Regions from separate parts of the Sus scrofa genome. Here regions 2 and 3 are each linked to region 1. Evidence: chromatin contacts called from public promoter capture Hi-C data. All regions are on one chromosome and are shown on one strand. The core of a region is the stretch at or near the end of the contact, and the rest is flanking DNA. Distances in the headings are between cores, read along the strand shown.

Region 1 (3,739 bases), core at 1,075-3,574:
TAAAATACCAGGTTCTAGGAACCTCCAGGGGCACAAGAGGCTCCTGAAGCCATAACTCAAAGGTGGACGCAGCATCGCTGGGCGAGGGAGGACAGAGGACCTCCCGTCTCCTCCCGGCCGGCCTGCTGACCATGCCTCAGATGGGCGGACTGTGCCGGGACAGTGGACATCTCTGAAAGCTCATCTCCACAAGCCCGCTTGTTACTTGAAAAAGAAAAACCAGCAGGCACCTGTGTGCACACACTGACGCCTGGTGCCTCACGGGGTGACGCGTCTAAGGTCTCAACAGCCCTGGGGGCAGCAGTGCTGACGACATGGCACCCCAGGGAGAAAACTCAGGACAGAGCAGCTACACGGCAGTGGAGGGGACGTAAACCGGGGAGGTCCAGCCCTGGGGTTCCTGACCCACTGCCACCCCCATGAAGGTCCCGGGTTCAACTGAAGGTCCTGTCTCGACCTTCCTCCTTCCCAAGTTCACCGCCAGGAGCACGTGTTCCTACTGCAGGTCAAGAGAAAGGGGAAAAAGCGTTATGGGGCAAAAAATAAAGAAAATAGTAAGACCCAAAAGAAACAAACCAGAAAGACCATTCCCTCTATGCTAAAGTCAAGGAAACCCAAGCCTCAGGGTCTCCACTTGTGAAATGCAGACGCCACAGAAGCACACAGTGAGATTCAAGACGATTACACAGCAAGGCACTTACCCACTTGCTCCTAGGTGACAACATGTGCCAGAGATGAACAGACCAAAACACACGTGATGAGCAAAAGAAACAGCAGCAAGGAAGCAAGTAACTCAAATACACCTGCCCGCAGCCAAGAGAACATGCGGAATGCCCACCACCATCACCAAGTCAGACCCGGGCACTTCATCCGTTTACCGCTGCTGGTGAGCACGCACGCACGCGCACACACACAGGTGCACACGCACACTGCATACCCCAAGGCCTTTGTGATCATCTGTAACTGATAAAATCGAAACCATCAGCCTCTATTCTTACCTAGGTGTGGGTCCAACAGGTGAGGCTGCTCCTGATATTTGTCCATTATGACTAAAGAGAAAAACAAGGTAAGATTAACATCACTGAGGCAGACAGACACAGGTGCTCTGGAAACACATGCTGACTCCCAGGGCAGCTCCCAAGAGTCCAGGCCACCCGAGGGAGCCCCCCCAGGGCCACTATGTCCTGGCCTCGCTCTCCACCTGCCCAGCACTCCTTCCTCCCTTTGCCCCTGCTGACAGCCAAGCCAGTTCTCCCCTCCGTGAAACACACACGCTGCCCTGCCTTCACTCTCCCAGTGCCCCACACACCAAGCAACTGCCCTCGGTGCCCTCGCACCACGGGCCTCCTTGACTCCACCGAGCCTGGGCTCACTCCTATCCGATGGGAGCAGTGCCTTCGCCTACGGCAGCAGTCTGGACCACGGTCAGTCCTCCTCTGACCGCTCCCCAGGCTGGGACAGCCCGTGGGCCCGCACGAGGTACCGCCGGTGCCAACCCCGGGGACAGCCGGAGACACAGACTCAGAGCAATCAAGCCACCAGCCCAGGTGGCAAGGGGCTGTCCCTCTCCCAGGTGAGAACTGTCATCACAAAGCCCGGAAAGCAGAAGGCGAAGAAATTGCTTTAGTGAAAGAGGCCCTCGAAGACGGTTTTACTGAATCACAAAACCCTGCTTAGCCACCTCAGCAGGGAATCCTAAGAAATCGTTCGGACGTTGTGGGTCGGCTCCAAGGCTCTGTCTACACCTGGAGAATCCAGACCGACCCTCAACCTCTGAGGCGCGGGTCGATCCGCCATCCCGACGGCGCTGCTCGGCCGGGCGGCGGGTCTGCGGCTAACGGCTCGGGCGGCGGCCCCACACCCGCTCGGCCTCGCCTCTCCCCTCCGGCTCCCGCGCAGCCCGCACCGCCGACTCGGAGGAACTGCGCTGCGCGACCGCCCCAGCGCCGGGGCACAGGGCGGGGCGGCCCACCCCTCGCTGCCCCACTGCGGGACGTGGGCCCGGAGGACCGGCGCCCCGGGTCCGCGCGCGCCGTCTCCGGGCGCAGAAAGGAGCGGGTCCGGCGCGGGCGCTCGGGGCACCTGCGCGCCCCCTCCCTCCCCCGACCCGCACGCACCCCGGAACCGCTCCAGGGCGCCCTCCCGAGCCGCGCGGTCGCCGAGCACCGCGGGCAGGCGGCCGAGCAGCTCCCGCGTCTCCGCGCTCTCTCCGAACGACTCGAGGGCGGCGCCGCGGGCCAGCGCCGCATCCTCCGCCGCATCCTCCGCCCGGTCCTCCGCCACGTCCGCCGGGGCGCCCGGGGCCAGCTCCTCGCTCAAGGCCATCCTCCGCGGCCGAAAGGCACCCGCGACCTCGCAGCTGGCTCCGCGGGGGCGCTGGGCGCGGGGCAGGGGCGTGAGGCGCGGAGCACCAGGCGTGAGGCGCGGGCGGCGAGGCGCGCTCCCAGCTGAGGCGGAGGAGGCGGCAACGACGCAGGCCCCGCCCCGCGACCTCCGACCTTGCGCGCAGGCCCCGCTACGGAGCGCGCCGGCCGCCAAAATAGTGCGGGGGGCGGCCAGGCCGGTGTGGGGGCGGGGCCCAGAGGACCGGACCTCAGACGGGCCGCGCCCCCTTCCCCGCGCACGCGCACTGCGTCCCTGCGTGGCCGCGGTCGCGTGTGTGTGTGTCTGTGTGTGTGTGTGTCTGTGTGTGTCTCTGTGTCTGTGTGTGGCGGCCTTCCAGCAAAGCCGTCTTCAGGCGCAGGTGCACGCCGCTAGGCAGTGCACTTTCCAGAGAAGAGGCCGTCGGGCGCTGGTGATGCCAGGAGCTAATTGGTGATCCGGGAGAAGTGAGAACGGTGCGGCTGCAGGCTTCAGAGATGCACTCTGGGTGTGCCCGGTGCCCCGCAGTCTCGCCCCTCCACGGTGACAGCCGGACACCCCGACCACCCCGGACACCCCAGACACCCCACCGCCCCAGGCACCCGTCAAGGCACACCCCCCACCAAGGCTCCCGCCCCCTCCACCCCCCTCCGTCCAGCAGAACACCAGCTGCGAATGGGGCGCGCGCGGGGGCGGGGGGGGGAGCTTCTTTCCAACCATCCACCTCAGTAAGGGTGGCCTAGGAGCCCCGCTCAGACCCCGGGATGCTGCGCTGGGCCAATCCTGTGGTCCCCAGTTCTCCCTAAGCCAGAAACAGGAATCCACAGAGAGACGCGACACCAACTTCCGCCTAAGCGAACCCCAAACCTGTGTGCATTTCTATACAACTGTCATGAAAGGACCCAACTCCACGTTCCGCAAGATGGATAGGCCATGAGCCTGTCCGAGACCTTTCAGGTGGTCTGGGCCCCCCTAAGTTAGCCCAGCTGCAAGGAGGACACAGGTGAAGCCGAGCACGCGGTTCCATCCCCGAGACCCCAAGGGCTTTATTGTCCTGAAGTCCCTCCGGCGCTGCGGCCCCAGCTTTGCGAGGCGCCTGAGCGGGGACGGGACGGAGCCGGCTGCTACTTGAGAAGCTTCCGCATGGTGCCCAGGGACGGGCTCCTGTACTGCCGCCCGAAGTGGTTCCAGTGGTTTAGGTAGTTAAAGAGCTGGTAGAGCAGCAGCCGCCTGTCAAACCCGGGAGCCTTGGGGACCTTCCGGTGGTAGGCGGTGAAGAAGGGCCTGGGAAAACCCCCGAACATCAAGGCAATGGCCAGTTCGAACTCAGAGTGGCCGTAGAAGGAGGCCGGGTCATACACGACGGGCCCCAAGTCGT
Region 2 (4,009 bases), core at 1,051-3,550, 170 kb after region 1:
AATTACATGTACTTTTAAACTTACACAATTGGATTTTTTAATGTTAAAAAAAATATAAAACTGACTTTCGGAAAAGATTTTTAAAACAATTTCACTACATTTAGCTAGCACCAATTGTCTTCACACAGTTTTTCCACTAACCTGTATCTATTACCACCCTACACCAACAATTTGGAAACAACTCCTTACCAAAAGGGAAGTGCTGGAGTTCCCGTCATGGCTCGGTGGTTAACGAATCCGACTAGGAACCATGGGGTTCGATCCCTGGCCTTGCTCAGTGGGTTAAGGATCTGGCGTTGCCTGTAGTGTGGGTCGCAGACGCGGCTTGGATCTCACATTGCTGTGGCTCTGGTGTAGGCCGGAGGCTACAGCTCCAATTAGACCCCTAGCCTGGGAACCTCCATATGCCTTGGGATCGGCCCAAGAAATGGCAAAAAGACAAAAAGAAAAAAAAGGAAGTGCTGCAAAATCCACGCCGAACGGGGGGGCGGGGGGGACACTCCCCTCTATCAATGTGAGCAGAGGTTCCCAGGCCCATAAGCCAAACGACTCCTGCCCGTGTACCAGCTGGAGATGAAGGCCAGAGGCAAGGCCGCTACCCCCACCTCTATTCCTCATCTCTTCTGTAAGGCTCACTCTACCCTCAGAAAACCAGAATTCTTCACCCTAGGAGAAAGGTCAACGTATTTCCATGTTTCAAATGTTAACACAAATGGTTTTCACTGAACGGTTATAAGAGGATTTTCTTTAAAAACCTCAAAACTCTCAGAGTAAAAATACAACACTCTTTCCGTGACGTCAAGTTATTTGTAAACAACAAACCGTCAAAAGACAGCTGTCGGGCCCCTACCATTGACTTTACATCTCTTACAGTGTAAACACACACGAACAGCTTTCTGGTTTGAAAAATCACATTCTTTAACTTGCTCCCATCATGGTTTCAGGAACTAGCTGGTGCAGCTTTGCAGGCTAAGCAGTAACACAGCACACATGTTCAACAGCCAAGGAACAGAGAAAAGCAACAGCTCTTATCAGCATCTCCAACAACTGAAAGCAATTAAAAATTCCAGTTTGTGGAGAAGGTTCTACTGGGAAAAATCTAGGAAGTCCCTTGAGGAGTAACTAGCATTTCCTAGAAAGTAAGTTTGTTTCTCAAGCAACCTAAATGATAACTTCACAAAACCACAGAACCAAGCTGAATCGCTTTGCAGCCAAACTGACAGTTCCTCATGAAGCTCGCTTAATTATACTCCACAAGACCTTAGAATAGTTTCTAATAATCAAGTGACTTTTTCAAAAAGTTATGTTCAAAGTACCCCATTTCCCCAAAATTTTCAAGTTCAGAGCACAGATTTAAAAATTCACCCCGTTTCAAGAGTTTTCAATTTTTAAGCTACGAAAAATACGATGAAAAAAAGAAGTCCTTGCAGCTTAAAAAAAACCCCAAAACTCTTGTAACAATACACTACTGAAAACACGCACAACAAAAAGGAAGTACCAGCCAGCCGGCCACCGGTCACCGCTCAGGAAGGTACAGATTGCAGTTCGGGGCCCCCCCACCAACCAGTCTAACGCCCCTGTTCCGCACGACCTACACGCTAGTTAAGAAAACTGCACACAAACTCCCGGAACGCACTGAACCCCAGACACCTCGGCCCACGTGGACACTGCCCGAGCCTCCCGCGCGGGGGCGGGGGCGGGGTCCCACGCAGGGAGGGGGCCGGGGCCCTGGGGCCGGGGTCGGGCGGGCGACCAACGCGGCCAGACGCCGCATCCGGTGCCGGCTGTGGGCAGGACGCACAAGGCCTGGGCCCGGGGTCGGGCTGGGTTCCGAGCGAGCCCGCCCGCCCGCGCCCCGGCCCGGCCCACTCACACGCGCGGCAGCTGCAGCGGCGGCGCCCCGCGCCTCTGGAACACGCCGTCCACGAACACGCCGTTCTTGCCGAGGCAGCGCAGGTAGAAGTCGCCGCCCGCGTCGGGCCCGGGCTGCGCCGACGGCTCCGGGGCCGCCCCGCCATGGCCGCCGCCGCCCGGGGGCGTGAAGATCTCGAGGTGGCGCCGAGAGATGAAGCTCGAGTGGCCCATGCTCACGTCCACCGAGCCCTGCGACGAGTTGCGCCCGATGGTCACCGAGCGCTTCTTCATCAGGTACTCGAACTCGCGGCCCTCGAGGCGCGCCACGGCCCAGCCGCCCGGCGGGGACCCGCCGCCCGCGCCCCCGCCGCCCCCGGCCCCGCCGCCCGCGGGAGGCCCGCCCGCGCCCGGGAGCGCCGCGGCCGCCGCCATGGGCCTGCGAGGGCCCGGGCCGCCTTCCGCCGCCGCCACGGAGCTGAGGGCCGAGCGAGGCCGCCGGCCGGCGAGCGACGAGCGGCGGCGAGGGGCGGGACACGCGCGGCGCGCCGCGGGCCGGCCCCGGGCCCGTGACTGACGGGCGGGCCAGCCTATGGGGGCGGCGCACGGCAGTGGGGCTACCGGCGGCGGCCAATGGCGAGGCACGCCGGCCGTGCGGCCGCACGTCGGCCGCGGCGCCCGACGCAGGCGCGGCTCCGGGCGGCCTCGAAAACCCGGGGCGGAGCGGGGCGGCCGCGGAGCCGCCGTGCGGACGCGCGGCTCGGGGAGGGGGGCGGGGCGGGATTCGGGCCGGGCCGGGCCGGGGGCGGGTCAAGGTCGGCGCAGGTGGTGGCGGCAGGGCTCCCCCAGCGCCCCAGCATGTTCGCACCCCGAGCCGAGCTTTGCCGCTGCTGTCACGCGTGCATCCTCGAGCGTGGCGGGAGCCGCGTGCTGCCAGCCGAGCGAAATCCAGGCACTTCTACAGTTGCAGTGTCTGAGGGACCCCATGATGCGTGTCGGCGGGGCGGCCGGGAGGGGCGCGGCGGGAGTCGGGAGGGGAGTAGGGAGGAGAGTGGGGAAAGTCTGCGGGGAAGGTCCGCCAGGTAGGTCCACGGGGGCGCGGGGAGGGAAGTGGGGAGGGTCCCCCGGAGGAGAATGGAGAAAGTCTGCACGGAGGGTCCGTGGGGAGGGTCCACGGGGGCTCGGGAAGTGTCCGTGGGGAGGAGCGTGGGGCCTCAGGGCGGCAGGCTGATCTGGCTCCTCTGACAGCCCGTCTGTGAGGGTTCTCCTTAAAAGGCCATTCTAAAGAAATGCGAATTAACTGGCCTTCCGAGTGCAACACCTACCTGTCTCATTTGCATGTATGTTTGCAGTTATACTACAAACGCCTAAGGGTTCACTCGGCTTTAAACCCTAAGTGTGGCAGAATGTCCTGGGCAGAACACAGGTAGTTTCGTTAAATACTCATTTATAGGAGTTTTTTTTGTGGCTCATCAGTAATGAACCGACTGGTACCCAGGTTCCATCCCTGGCTTCGCTCGGTGGGTTTAAGAACCCGGCATTACTATGAGCTGTGGTAGTAGGGCGAATGTGGCTGGGAGCCCAGGTTGCTTCCACCTGTGGCCCTAAAGAGACACCCCCCCCCAAAAAAAAAATATATATATATACATGGGAGAAATTTGAGGTGTTGTTGAGACAAGTACGGAAGTGGTGAGTGGGGAAACCTTTCATTCAACAACCAAACAGGAGTTCCCATCGTGGCTCAGCAGAAATGAATCTGACTAGCATCCATGAGGATGCAGGTTGGATCCCTGAGGTCTCCCAGTGGGTTAAGGATCCGGCATTGCCATGAGCTGTGATATCGGCCACCGATGAGCCTTGGATCTGGCATTGCTGTGGCTGCGGTGTAGGCCGGCAGCTGCAGCTCCAATTGGACCCCTAGCCTGGGAACCTCCATATGCCATGGGTTCGACCCTGAAAAGAAAAGAAAAGAAAAAAAAGGTCTCAAAAGAAAGCATCTAGATGGAATTAGAAACTGTCACACTAATTGTAGTCAGACTGTGAAAGACAAACATATGATTCACTTATATGTGGAATCTAAAAAAAGGACACAAGATTCCCACTGTGGCTCAGGGGGTTATGAACTCGACTGGTATTCATGCGGATGTGGGTTTGATCC
Region 3 (3,775 bases), core at 1,187-3,686, 230 kb after region 1:
AAATGAATTCTTGCTTATTTTTTTGTTTCTTGGGGGGGGTTTTGGCTGCGCCCACAGCAGGTGGAACCTCCCAGGCCAGGGACCGAACATGAGCCACAGCAGTGGCAATGCCGGATCCTGAACCTGCTAGGCCACCAGGGAAGCCCCCTTTCATGTTTTAAAGACCTTTTCCTGCATATACAAACCGTATCTACTACGCCAGTGAAAACAGACGAACATTGTTTAAACATTTCTCAGGCCCCACAATGCGATGTTTCTATAGAAAATTTATCCTCATTTTTACTCTATTTTGAATAGTGTTAAAAATAACTTCTGTTTCTAGAACTTGAGTCAGCTTGGTTGTACGGAGAAAGAAACTGCAAAAATTTATCTTAGGTCAGAGAAAAAAGTCTAGGATTCAAAATAGACCATTGATAATGTGACAAACAAATGAGTCCCAAGATTTGTCCGTGCTGACTAGTGTACATTAAAGGAAGTATCCCTAGGATACCTAAGCAAAGCAGCTGGGAAACAAGGACTTCTTCTTTCCCGTCACTAAACACAAAGGATTAGATGAGAAAAAGAAAGAAAGTCGTTGTATATTGGTCACATATTCAACTCAGTAATTCAAACTACTCATTCTGTGCAAGAATTCATAAATCCCTGACCTTAATACAGCAAGAAGATAACATAATGCACACAGAAATGAATCCGTTGGATTTTTTTTTTTAATTTTATGGCTGCACCCACATCATATGGAAGTTCCTGGGTCACGGATTGAATCCGAGCCACAGCTGCAGCAACGCCAGATCCTTTAACCCACTGAGCATGCCAGGGGTTGAACCTGCCTCTCCGCAGCTACCCAAGCCGCTGCAGTAGAAATTTCTAACCTGCTGCGTCAGGGCAGGAACTCCAGTTTAATTAAAAAAAAAAAAATTTGCATTCAAGATAATCTCAATGAGAAAATTCTTAAGTCAACTAAATTATGAGCTGAGGACTGAATGAATTTAAGACAAAGCACTTTAAAAAGCTGCAACGTTTTGAGGATGAACTGTTTTACTTTTTAAAAAACCAAATCTATTTTCCAGGGAATCAAATTAAAAGGAAAACATGCGAGCTAAGAAGTTTTTTTTGGTTTTTTTTTTTTGTCTTTTTACGGTCACGCCCGGGGCATATGGAGGTTCCCAGGCTAGGAGGCTGATTCAGAGCTGTAGCTGCTGGCCTACGCCACAGCCATGGCAACGACGGATCCTTAACCCACTGAGCGAGGCCAGTGATTGAACCTGCGTCCTCATGGATACTAGTCAGTCGTTTTCGCTGAGCCGCAATGGGAACTCCCGAGCTGAGAAGTCTGCATGCCTGCCCTGTGAGCCTCCTCGGGTTCAGAGAGAAATCCTGTCATTCCTGCAGCCCCGGGGTAGCAATGAACGCAGACGTCTTACCTGCAGCAGATGCACTTGGAATTGTTTACCAGCGTGAGGTGCTGCAAACCTAGAGGAAGAGGGAGAAGTCAGTACTCCATCTTCTGTGTGTGTGGCTCCATTGCTTTGAGTCCCTCCTCCATGAGTTCTACAGAAATGAAACTATTTCAAAGACTTGTCAACTGTCACCCCTGTTCTTAGACGACCCGCTAGGCCCACAACTGTCCCTTCTAGGTAAGTTGCCATGAGATGGCGTCTGATTGCCCCAGTTTCAGGACTGCTGGGCTGATCTCTTTTCTTGTCCAATGAGTCTAAGAAGGTTTTCTTTTCCCCCTGTACCAGTAAACTACTCACCTTCTTCAGACTTAACCTTCATGAATGAACCTCCCTGCTAATTCCACTCTTTCAGAATTTTAGGTATCCTGACAGGGCTCCTTAAGAGCTTACGTCTTGCCCACTGGATGGAAGGTTCTCTAGGGAAATTGAAAGCTGTAAACAAAGCAGCAGGTGAATTCCTGCTGCGGTGAAGTGGGTTAAGAATCCCACTGAAGTGGCTCCAAGGCTTCGGGTTTGATTCCATGCCCTGTGCAGTGGGTTAAAAGGGTCCTGCTTGCTGCAGGTAGGTCGCAGCTGCAGCTCGGATTCAGTCCCTGACCTGGGAATCCCCATATGCCATAAAATTGGGTGCAGCCATAAAATTAAAAAACAAACACAAACCCAAAGCAGCAAGTCCTTAGAGATGCAGGTGTACAAAGCACCAAATGGGTACAGGGTCCTCAGATGCGGCACGGGCCCAGGGAGAGGGGCCTGGAAACCCTCCGGGAGAGGCCTGGAGACCCCTGGGGAGCTGGACCTGGACCGGAGACCCCGGGAGAGTGCGCACGGCAGGGCGAGGACACACTTCAGAGAAGGCTCAGAAGCTCGTCCGGTTCCGTGGAGCGGGCAGGTGTGCACTGCAGAGTGCGCGCCAGGTCGGCGTTCAGGTCCCCGCCCCGCACCGCTCGGCGCTCGGCCTCCGATTGCTCCGGCCTGACCAACAGGCCGGAGGTCGACAGCCGAGCGCGTCGCTCCGGGTCCGCGGCCGCGCCGGCCTCGCACTGCCTCTCGCGGCGCTCGTCCGGGCTCGTGGGGGATCCCGCGTTCCGCACAGCGCTGCGGCGGCCCGGCCAATGGCACCTCAGCGGAGGGGCGCGCCCAAGGGGCCCGAGGGCTGCGGGGCGGCGGAGCGCGGGCGCCCGAACAGGTACCGGGCAGCGGGGGGGAGCGCGCGGGCGGCCCGTGGGCGTGGCCAGGGCGGAGGGGCGGGGCCTTCCCGGCGGGTTGTGGGCGGGGCCTTCCCTGGGACGTCGCGGCGGCGTGGGTGTGGCCTTGCCGCCGGGGCGTGGCATGTCCTTGAGCGGACCGGGAGCCGAGAGGGGCGAGGCCTGGCCGGAGGGCGGGGGCTGCCCGTGGGGGGACCGTCCCTGACCGCTTTCCGCATGTGTATCGCGGGCTCCACGCCGCGCCTCCTGGACGGGGACAGCGGTCGTGAGGCCCCCCTCGTCTGGTCGCTGGGCTTTCCTTAGGGCTGTGCACACGAGGGTTCACCGATGGGTGGCCCGCTGAATGAATAAATGATCTCACCATAGCCTTGGAGAGGATTCTGCCGAAAGCTTTCAGAGCCAGGGCGTATCTTCATCCTTCCAGGATAAATCACCGCGTAGTCGTGCTTGCCCCAGGGGCCGTGGACCTTACTCCCAATTCCCTTCTGTTTTGGCAGAATTCTCAGGGTACAGCTTGAGCCCGCTAACCCTGAACAGGGCTGGGTTCTTGTTTTGAGGAGAGGCCCCACCCCCTCAGGGGGGTGTTGCATCCGAATCTGGCCCAGGAGGCTCTTCCCCCTCTCTTGTCTCCGCACCTCCCTCTCCAGGAGAACTGTAACACCCACAGCTTTGTACCTCTCCTTGGGGTTCCAGCCCTTGCCACTGAGATGGGGGGTGCCGTCCCTCTGCCTCCTTCGGAGTTCTTGGGAAAGAGAAGTGATGGGCCCGCTGGAGTTAGGTGTCCACCTTGTTCTAATAAGAGGAGGCCAGGTGGGCTGGAGGCTGGACGGCCGTTCCGTGGTGTGGGGATGGGGGAAGGGGTCTTCGGGAGCTGGGCATCCATGCTCCCCGTTTAAGAGGACCGGTATCTGTCCAGCATGGTCTGACTGAGCTGTGCGCCCCGTGGGACTCATTTAATTGGATTTCATGTGTTACTTATAGAGCAGTTAGAGGTGGGAGGGGCGTATAAAAATAGAAGGCAGCCTTCCTGCTTTTCAGGAATCGACCTTGCACTTGAAGGAACAAGGTGCACCTCCATAAAAGGATTCCCGGGTCGGCTTCTCATTTCTGCCC

The links. Promoter capture Hi-C pulls out the DNA fragments that hold promoters and counts their contacts.
Region 2: a contact with region 1 is called in a promoter capture Hi-C map of fetal liver, with 3 times the contacts expected there. The contact joins the promoter of FOXK2 here to the promoter of TBCD in region 1. A contact is called at or near these places in 2 of 5 promoter capture datasets (fetal liver and liver) and 1 of 2 datasets of contacts at active chromatin or transcription factors (alveolar macrophages).
Region 3: a contact with region 1 is called in a promoter capture Hi-C map of liver, with 2.3 times the contacts expected there. The contact joins the promoter of OGFOD3 here to the promoter of TBCD in region 1. A contact is called at or near these places in 1 of 5 promoter capture datasets (liver) and 1 of 47 Hi-C or Micro-C datasets (fetal liver).

What each region holds. Positions count from the first base shown.
Region 1 is chr12:447,051-450,789 of Sscrofa11.1, forward strand. It overlaps TBCD (tubulin folding cofactor D), which reads right to left and starts at 2,325. Exons shown (of 40, transcript NM_001244105.1): 1 at 2,118-2,325; 2 at 999-1,049. The coding sequence starts at 2,325. It overlaps FN3K (fructosamine-3-kinase), which reads right to left. Exons shown (of 6, transcript XM_003131131.5): 6 at 3,377-3,739. The coding sequence ends at 3,486.
Region 2 is chr12:613,346-617,354 of Sscrofa11.1, forward strand. FOXK2 (forkhead box protein K2) reads right to left here and starts at 2,301. Exons shown (of 10, transcript XR_001304367.2): 1 at 1,874-2,301.
Region 3 is chr12:674,710-678,484 of Sscrofa11.1, forward strand. OGFOD3 (2-oxoglutarate and iron-dependent oxygenase domain-containing protein 3) reads left to right here and starts at 2,437. Exons shown (of 9, transcript XM_003357915.5): 1 at 2,437-2,643. The coding sequence starts at 2,570. It overlaps HEXDC (hexosaminidase D), which reads right to left and starts at 3,244. Exons shown (of 13, transcript XM_021066340.1): 1 at 3,024-3,244; 2 at 1,422-1,470. The coding sequence starts at 3,078.